Linked DNA regions of Pan troglodytes: region 2 is linked to region 1. A link is a contact called in public HiChIP or PLAC-seq data. All regions are on one chromosome and are shown on one strand. Each heading gives the region's core, a stretch centred on a gene start, on an enhancer-like site or on the middle of the called end of the contact. The rest is flanking DNA. Distances are from core to core; before and after follow the strand shown. Region 1 holds the start of MTARC1 (mitochondrial amidoxime reducing component 1). Region 2 holds the start of RAB3GAP2 (RAB3 GTPase activating non-catalytic protein subunit 2).

The links. HiChIP or PLAC-seq counts read pairs in DNA pulled down with a chosen protein or histone mark.
Region 2: an H3K4me3 HiChIP or PLAC-seq map of stem cell-derived excitatory neurons shows a contact between it and region 1, with 4 times the contacts expected there. The contact joins the promoter of RAB3GAP2 here to the promoter of MTARC1 in region 1. A contact is called at or near these places in 2 of 7 Hi-C or Micro-C datasets (induced pluripotent stem cells and stem cell-derived neural progenitor cells), 1 of 1 datasets of contacts at active chromatin or transcription factors (stem cell-derived excitatory neurons) and 1 of 1 other capture datasets (stem cell-derived neural stem cells).

What each region holds. Positions count from the first base shown.
Region 1 is chr1:28,332,681-28,336,666 of NHGRI_mPanTro3-v2.0_pri, reverse strand. It overlaps MTARC1 (mitochondrial amidoxime reducing component 1), which reads left to right and starts at 2,203. Exons shown (of 7, transcript XM_009441519.5): 1 at 2,203-3,190. The coding sequence starts at 2,916. MTARC2 (mitochondrial amidoxime reducing component 2) reads left to right here. Exons shown (of 8, transcript XM_009441517.4): 8 at 1-784.
Region 2 is chr1:28,862,848-28,866,833 of NHGRI_mPanTro3-v2.0_pri, reverse strand. RAB3GAP2 (RAB3 GTPase activating non-catalytic protein subunit 2) reads right to left here and starts at 2,292. Exons shown (of 34, transcript XM_063791761.1): 1 at 1,988-2,292. The coding sequence starts at 2,102.

The sequences.
Region 1 (3,986 bases), core at 954-3,453:
TTTTGACTTTTCAAAGTTGTGTATGCTCCAGGTTAATGCAAGGAAAGTATTAGAGGTGGGAATATGAAAGTATATATATAAATTTTAGGTACTGAAGGCTTTAAAAATAATTAAGATAATCAAAAATGCTATTTTGAATGTTATCATGGCTATTACACTTTTACTTCCTGACTTTAATATTGATGAATAAAGCAAGTTTAATGAATCAACTAAAAAGCTGCAAAAATGTTTTTAAAATGTGTGCCTTTTATTACCTATCAGTCTATGTTTTGGGAGAAATGGGAAGCAACAGATCACTGTGTCCTGATGTGCAGGATGCATGTTACCACACTCACAAATGCCTAATATTGGTCTTTACGTGGCCATTGAGTCCTGTTGACTTTCCACTCATGTGCTTTTTACTCTAGCATTATGGAATCTGGGCTGTACTTGAGTATGGAAATTCTCTTATAGACTTAGTTTTAGTACTCTATTACACCTTTACTAAGCCACATAAAAGTAATCTGTTTGTGTGTAACTGCCAGATATACCACCTGGAATTCCAAGTAAGATAAAGAAGAGGATGACATTTAAAAGAGAATGGAATTTTGAGAGTAGGAATGCAAGGAAGACAGCGTGAACATATTTTTTTCAGTGCAAATAATTTTTTTGTAACAAAGAAACGAACAACTTTGGTATGATCTTAAGCAAAAATACTCACTGAAATAGTATGTGGATGAATTCACCTACTTACAATTTTATGGTTTCTTTGTAAATAATAAATGTGAATCTCAATCCTGCTTTATCTTTGGTATTTATGAGTCTTCTTCCTGGGTTTTTCTCTGTATATTAGAATTTGAGTCACTGCAATTTATTTTTCCTTACCCTTTCTGATTGCCTCCAGAGATACAATCTGACTCCACAAACACTGGCTTCTGTCATTGGCAGGGGGCGAGGGCGTTGTGAGCTGCAGGCACACAGGTGGCCTGTCTGTGGCAGGATGGCCAGTGTCCGCAAGGGGCCTTCCTAGTGGTCAGTGAGGAGTGGCTGTTCCCTCCTCCTCCATTTTCCTTTGCTGGGTTCTGGGACTGAAATTCACCACCATTCCCCACACCCTGTGAGGTAAAAGTGGTAAGTGAGCTGTAGGCCTGGGTAAATTCTGGAAGTGATGAAATTGAAAAATCAGAACTTCAAAGTCAGCCATTAAAATAGGGAAGCCATTTTTTCCTCTTAAATTTTCAAAGAGGAATTCAGGAGGGAGATAAACAGAAACGCACATTTGGTGCCCCGGAGCTGCCTTTCCGAGGAGGATCAAGTCGTGCCTCCTGCTGATCTGTGTCCTTTACAGACAAGGTGTGACCTGGGGTTGGAAGAGAAGAGAATAGAGCAGAAAAACAGGACAGATAAGTGTTCAGGCCAATAAAGACAGAGCCTCCCTGAGCACTGAACTGCTCTGCAGTGAGTTGCCAGCTGGAGGAAGAGTGTTGTTCTTTTCTCTTGGCGAACTCCCGCTTCTCTCATCCATGCACCCTTGCCCTGCATGGGCAATTCTGGCTGAGTCTTGAAATGTACACTCCTGGCTCAGGGGACCATGGCTGAGCTGGGGATGACACAGACTCTCCTTGACCAAACTTCGGTCTCTTCTGAGCCCTTTTCTTCATGAGGCCTTGACCTTGCCACCCTACTCCCTGCAGAGCCCAGTTTAGCAAGAATCCTGCTTAGTCAGTTTCCAGAGTATTCTCCCATCCTTAATATCTGATCACCCTTGATGTCTGCTCAGATTCCTCAGATGTCACCCTCAGTGTGTAAGTCCTTGCCTTGTTCAGTAGAATCCTGTTAAGTGGGTTTATCAAGAATCCTCTACACTTGATGTCTCCACTTAGTGATTTTCCATTCACTGACCCCGAGGAACTTCGCTTCTTGGCTATGAATCCTGAGCTGTCTTTGCTGTAATACAGAGTTGAGCCTAATCTCTTTCCCCTATTGTGATGCCCCTGTTAAGTAGCCTTGAATAGTCTTCCTTACCTTTTTAACAAGCGTCTGAGGGAATTTTTTTCCTTTAATAGCTTGGTACATCAAGCAGGAGCCTGACTCCTAAACCACGCTGTTCGGGGGTATGCTGACATTGTTGTCTGGAATATAACCTGATTTGGAAGTGACAAGTGACTGAGGTGAGTGCCTGCAGGACCAAGTGACTTTCCCTCCCGCCGGAAGCAGCCTGGGGACCTTGTGCAGTGTTAAACTGAGCCAAGGCCCTTGCCAATGCAGCTCCAGCTCGAGGCTCCCCGCCGGTAGGAGTCTAGCGTCCCCGAGCCGTGTAGAAGGCACTCTCAGACGCCCATTGCCGCTCCCAGGGGCCGCCAGGAGAACTCTGGCCTTGGCTCGCCGGTGCGGAGGGCCTGGTAGCATCCTCCTTCATCAGACCCCCACTCTCTGGAAGCTCCTAGCCCCTGGGCAGACTGAGGGGAGGGCGGCGGCAGCAGAGAGCTGGACACTGCACAGGCCAGGCAGGGCCTACCAGCTCTCCACTATTCCCAGGAGAGGCTGCTGCCAGCTGTCTGATTTTTAATTTCAAAATCACGCTTTGTCCTGCAAATGTTGTATATTGTTTATTTTAGGTCAAATAACCCCATAAATACGTAAGTAAATAAATTGGTCACTTGCAGCGATCGTGGGGTGGGGGAGGGCACAGCGCCCTGCAGCGCAGGCGACGGAAGGTTGCAGAGGCAGTGGGGCGCCGACCACGTGGAAGCTGAGCCACCACCTCCCACTCCCCGCGCCGCCCCCCAGAAGGACGCACTGCTCTGATTGGCCCGGAAGGGTTCAGGAGCTGCCCACCCTTTGGGCTCGGGGCCAAAGGCCGCACCTTCCCCTAGCGGCCCCGGGCGACCAGCGCGCTCCGGCCTTGCCGCCGCCACCTCGCGGAGAAGCCAGCCATGGGCGCCGCCGGCTCCTCCTCGCTGGCGCGCTTTGTCCTCCTCGCGCAATCCCGGCCCGGGTGGCTCGGGGTCGCCGCGCTGGGCCTGACCGCGGCGGCGCTGGGGGCTGTCGCCTGGCGCCGCGCATGGCCCACGCGGCGCCGGCGGCTGCTGCAGCAGGTGGGCACCGTGGCGCAGCTCTGGATCTACCCTGTGAAATCCTGCAAGGGGGTGCCGGTGAGCGAGGCGGAGTGCACGGCCATGGGGCTGCGCAGCGGCAACCTGCGGGACAGGTACGGCCAAGCGCGGGCGCGGGGCAGCGCTGATCCGGCTCGGGGCAAGGTGGTGAGAAGGGAGGAGCGCAGGGGAGGTCTGCAGAGTCGGCTAATAGGTCCTTCCTCCTATTACAAAGAAACTGGGAGTTGGGTGAGACAAGGCCAAAGAGAAAAAGGAACCCTCACCCCCCAGCATCAGACCCCAGGGCTCTGGGACTCTGAGCGCGTGGACCCGTTTTCCCGGGGTGGGCGGATCTCCACCTCCCACTGGCTCTTTGGCGTCATGTGCTCCTGCTGAGGTGTGGTATCGCTCCCAGGTGTCTGCCAGTGAGCAAACTTCTTAATCTCCATTTAGTGGAGGCGGCTAGCTTAAAGAGGTTCGTTCCCAGTCGCTTTATTTTGAGTGACTTTCTTGAGATCTTGGAGAAAGCTGGAACTGTGGAGTCCAGCCCTCCAAGAGCGCACCAAGGCTGAGCTCATAATAGTAATGACAGCAGTTCAACGAATACCTTCGGGCGCGGTGGCTCACGCTTGTAATCCCAGCACTTTGGGAGGCCGAGGCGGGTCCATCACCTGAGGTCAGGAGTTCGAGACCAGCCTGACCAACATGGTGAAACCACGTCTCTACTAAAAATAAACAAACAAACAAAAAAACAAAAATTAGCCGGGCGTAGTGGCGCGCACCTGTAATCCCAGCTACTCAGGAGGCTGAGGCAGGAGAATAGCTTGAACCCGAGAGGTGGAAGTTGCAGTGAGCCGAGATTGTGCCACTGCACTCCAGCCTGGGCAACAGAGCGAGACTCCAAATCAAAAA
Region 2 (3,986 bases), core at 1,043-3,542, 530 kb before region 1:
TTCTCAGTCTTCTTCCCAGTAACCTCTACTTGACTTTTAAACACCAGTGCTCCTCTAAGCTTACAGCTTTAGTACTCAGTGCATTTCACAACATACATAATCCTTGAGACTGAACTGACACTTTTTGCTGTTAGCTCCCCAATTAACATCTCTGGCCCAGTACTCCCTACTGTTTAGACTATCTATATCTGGTGTTCAACCAGATGTCCTTACTTGGACATACCGTAAACATTTAAAATGCAAAAGGTTGAAAATCTGTATCCTTCATTCTCTTATTACATATAGTTGCCCAAATCACAAGCCAAAGACTTCCTAAACTCCCCCTCACTTACTAGTTACAATGCCCATCACCAGACCTTCACAAGGTCCTGCAGATTCTAACTCCTTAACGTCTTTCTAATCTAGTCCTTCATCTTCATCCTACTAAGGTTCTTAATTCAAGCTCACATAATTTCTTGCTTGGATTACTGGAAGAGCTTCCCAATCCATTTCCCTTCTTCCAATCTCTCCTCCACTCTGCTACCAGAGCACATTACAGGTCTTCAACAAATGTTGTTGATTACATTAAGTACAAATCTGACAATGTCATTTCTCTACTTAAACTTTCAGAGAAACGCCACAACTTTCACAAGGCTTCTCATGGTCTAGCTCCTTATTACTACTACTGCCTCATTGCCCCAACTCTTCCTCTCCCATCCTCCTCTCCAGCCATTCAGCTTTTCTTAGTTCTCTAAATACCATGCCATTTCAGGCCTCCCTTCCTCTGCACATGCTATTACTGCTCCTTTACTCCTCTAACTAGTACTTCAAAGGTAGGCTTAAGTATCACCACTTCAAGAAAATGCCTCATGTATCTCAGTCACACTGAATGGAAGTTAATGATTTGTCTGTAAACCAGAAGTTCCTACAGCAGGGTCCACCAACCTTATTTGGTTTGTAGCACCAATGACTGGCACAAGGTATGCAATCATTCACAGACGGGTTCGATTTGATATCTTCTAAATTTTCTAAAAAAGGGAGAGGAGCTTAGTGGGCTTTATATCACCATTCCGGTATAGCACAAAGTGAGAGCGCTGTACTACAAAGCCAAATGTGCTTCATGTTGGAAATGCAAAAATAAAATAAAATAAAATAAAACACAAGGCACACCCTTTCAAAAGATGAAATGTATGAAATTCTGAAAGCCTATGTAGTATCTAATAAACCAGCCTTGCAACTTTATACTACTTGGGGAAAGGCTTATTAAACACTTTGATGATAAAAATAGGTGGAAGGCTTCTCATCCCAATAAAGCAAATTAACCTTTCTTGGCTATGTCACTGTAATTTTAGTTCCTAATGTAGATGCTCGTTCACTTCCTGACAGGTTATTTTCCTTCTTTGAGAGAGTCTTACCTCAAGAGTCACTCATTTGTCAGCCATTTGTTCTCAAAATCTGAATGGGGGAAACGCAGATGAAAGAAGGGAGAGTGTGGGGGGATGATCAACATTTTCGGAATGGGAGGTGGCAGAAGGCCACAGTCTCCGGGATGGAAGAGAGTGGGAGCTGGGGCAATACCAGAGTGGAGCGCTGACATGTGGCAAGGAACGGGGAGGATGCGATCACGGAGTAGGCAACATGAAACAGGGAACGACCCCAGGCTGAAGATGGGAGACGGAGAAGATACTCAGAGAGAAAGCTAGGAATGTGTGGGGGTAGGGGGAGGGAGGGAGAAAGCGGTGATAGGCAGAGGCGAGAGGAAACAAGACGCAGTTTTTGGCCAGGGGTCAGAGGGCCTAAGGAGAAAAGCTGGGTCGAGAGGAAGACAACACAAATGGGGCTTCAGGACGAGGTGGGCAGGGTGTCATCCCGGAGCGGAGGGGAGGCACGGGGAGAACTGGGGGTCCAGAGGGCAGAGGCAGGCGCAGAGCGAGTAGGAGACCCGAACCCGCCGAGCAGAGGCCGCGGGTGACGAGGGAAGGAAGGGCGAGGCCAGAGAGGCACTTACTGGGGTCCCTCCGCAAGGCGCCGCTGAGGATCTCCTCCCGCAGGTGAGGAAAGAGGAAGTCCCGGGCGGCCTGGAGATCCTGGAAGTAGCAGAACTGGACAATGGAGCAGGCCATGGCTCCAGGGAACCCCACTACGGCACTCACCTTACCTCACCACGCCCTGCCCCCTCCACCCCACTGCGGCCGCCACCGAGCCCCAATAGCTCTAGCCAAGCAGAAGGCGGAGAAACCAAACCGGAAGCTGTCACTGACACGGGTCCGCGGTCTCCGAGTACTGCGCAGGCGCAGGCTGGCCCAGGCGCCTAGGGCGCGGGGGCCCGGGTCACGTGACTACGGCGCCGCCGCTGCAGGTGGAGCCAAAGTCGACGTGGAGGCTTGGGGCAGATATTTCAGTCCCAGTTCTGTGTCTACGCCGAGGCATGAACCCTTTCATTCATTCTGGCTTTTAGCCAGAGGTGTTCTAATTGGACTTGTCCGCGCAGCCCTTTGACTTATTCAGTCTTATTGATGCCCTACTATTGGCACGATCCTGATGTTTCACAGAAAATAATTCGTTTTAAACTAGTGGCAGGCCAGTGGGGGACCGTATCCTGCAAGAGTCGGATTTTGAAAAGATTAATTGCTCTTCCGGAGATTAGCCCCGTCAAGGCTGGCTTTAAATGCTCCTACTATAGATTCCCATAGTACTACGCAAGCCCAATATAGTACGTGTTATAGTGTATTATACACTTTTGTTTTCATTATTCATTTGGTTTTTCATTCATGCATTCATCCATCCATTCAACAAATATTTGTTAGTCTTTTAAATGCCAGCCACTCAGGGTGCTGAGCATTAGAGAACAAAAGAGAAGAAGTACCTTTTCCCAGAAAGCTAGAATTCTAGTGACTGATACAGGCAGTAAGCAATTAATTACAGTATTTCCCTTTAATCCAAGGGGATATGTTTTAAGATCCCCAGTGGATGACACAAACCATGGATAGTACTGAAACCTATGTATGTGTATTATGTTTTTACCTATACATATATATGATAAAGTTCAATTTATAAATTAGGCACAGTGAAAGATTAACAATAACTAATAATTAAATTGAATAATTATGTGGAAAATGAACCCATGGATAAAGGGGCGGCTACTGTACTTAACTATTTAACTGAAATTGTGATCATGCTAGTAAGTGCTTCATAAATATTTGCTGAAGAAATAAATGGAATGCGTACATAAAGTAAATAGAATAACTTGTTTCTTTGACAAAGCACTGTTTTTGAAAGTACTTTACATTGTTCATTTGGATAGTCACAAATGCCATCTAAAAATAGTGTGTCTTATCCCACTTTTAAAATAAAGAAATTGAGCTGTCTCTGAGCAGACTTTAAGTTATTTTTCCAAAAAATAAAAACAAAAAAATTATTTTAATGTGAGCACAAAGGCCTGTAGGCACTTACACATTTCCTAAAGGAAACCTAAAGAGGCCATCCACTTTGTACGAAGAAAGGGCACAGGAACAAATGGAAGGCAAGTGGATGGGGTCCAGAGCATTCATTTCTGTCAGGCCCGTGGACATACACACTTAGTCCTAATAATATAACAACTATAATTTAGTGCCCAGGTTCCTACTCCATTATTTCCTGCTTCTAGAGTAGGATGATTTTCACAAAATAGGATAGGCAATTTCTATGTTATCAGGTTAACAGGAATCAGTTCTTCACCTATAAAAGGCAGTTGAATCAGATGTGCTGTAAGGTCCCTTTAAGCATCAGGGACCTATACTTCTGTAATCAAAGCTTTCAGAAAAGGCAAGCTGCCAGTGCTCCCTTCTTCCATCTGAAGAAATGCAGTGTTTCCTCAGATCATCACTAACTAGAATAATCCAGCCCTGATAAGATTATTCCCTAAAATCCAGCACCAATCCCAAACTAAACTAAAATTTAAATTTAGATTCTTAGTGTTACTGGACGAATAACAAACACATGACACTTTCTGGAAGGAGACTGTCATT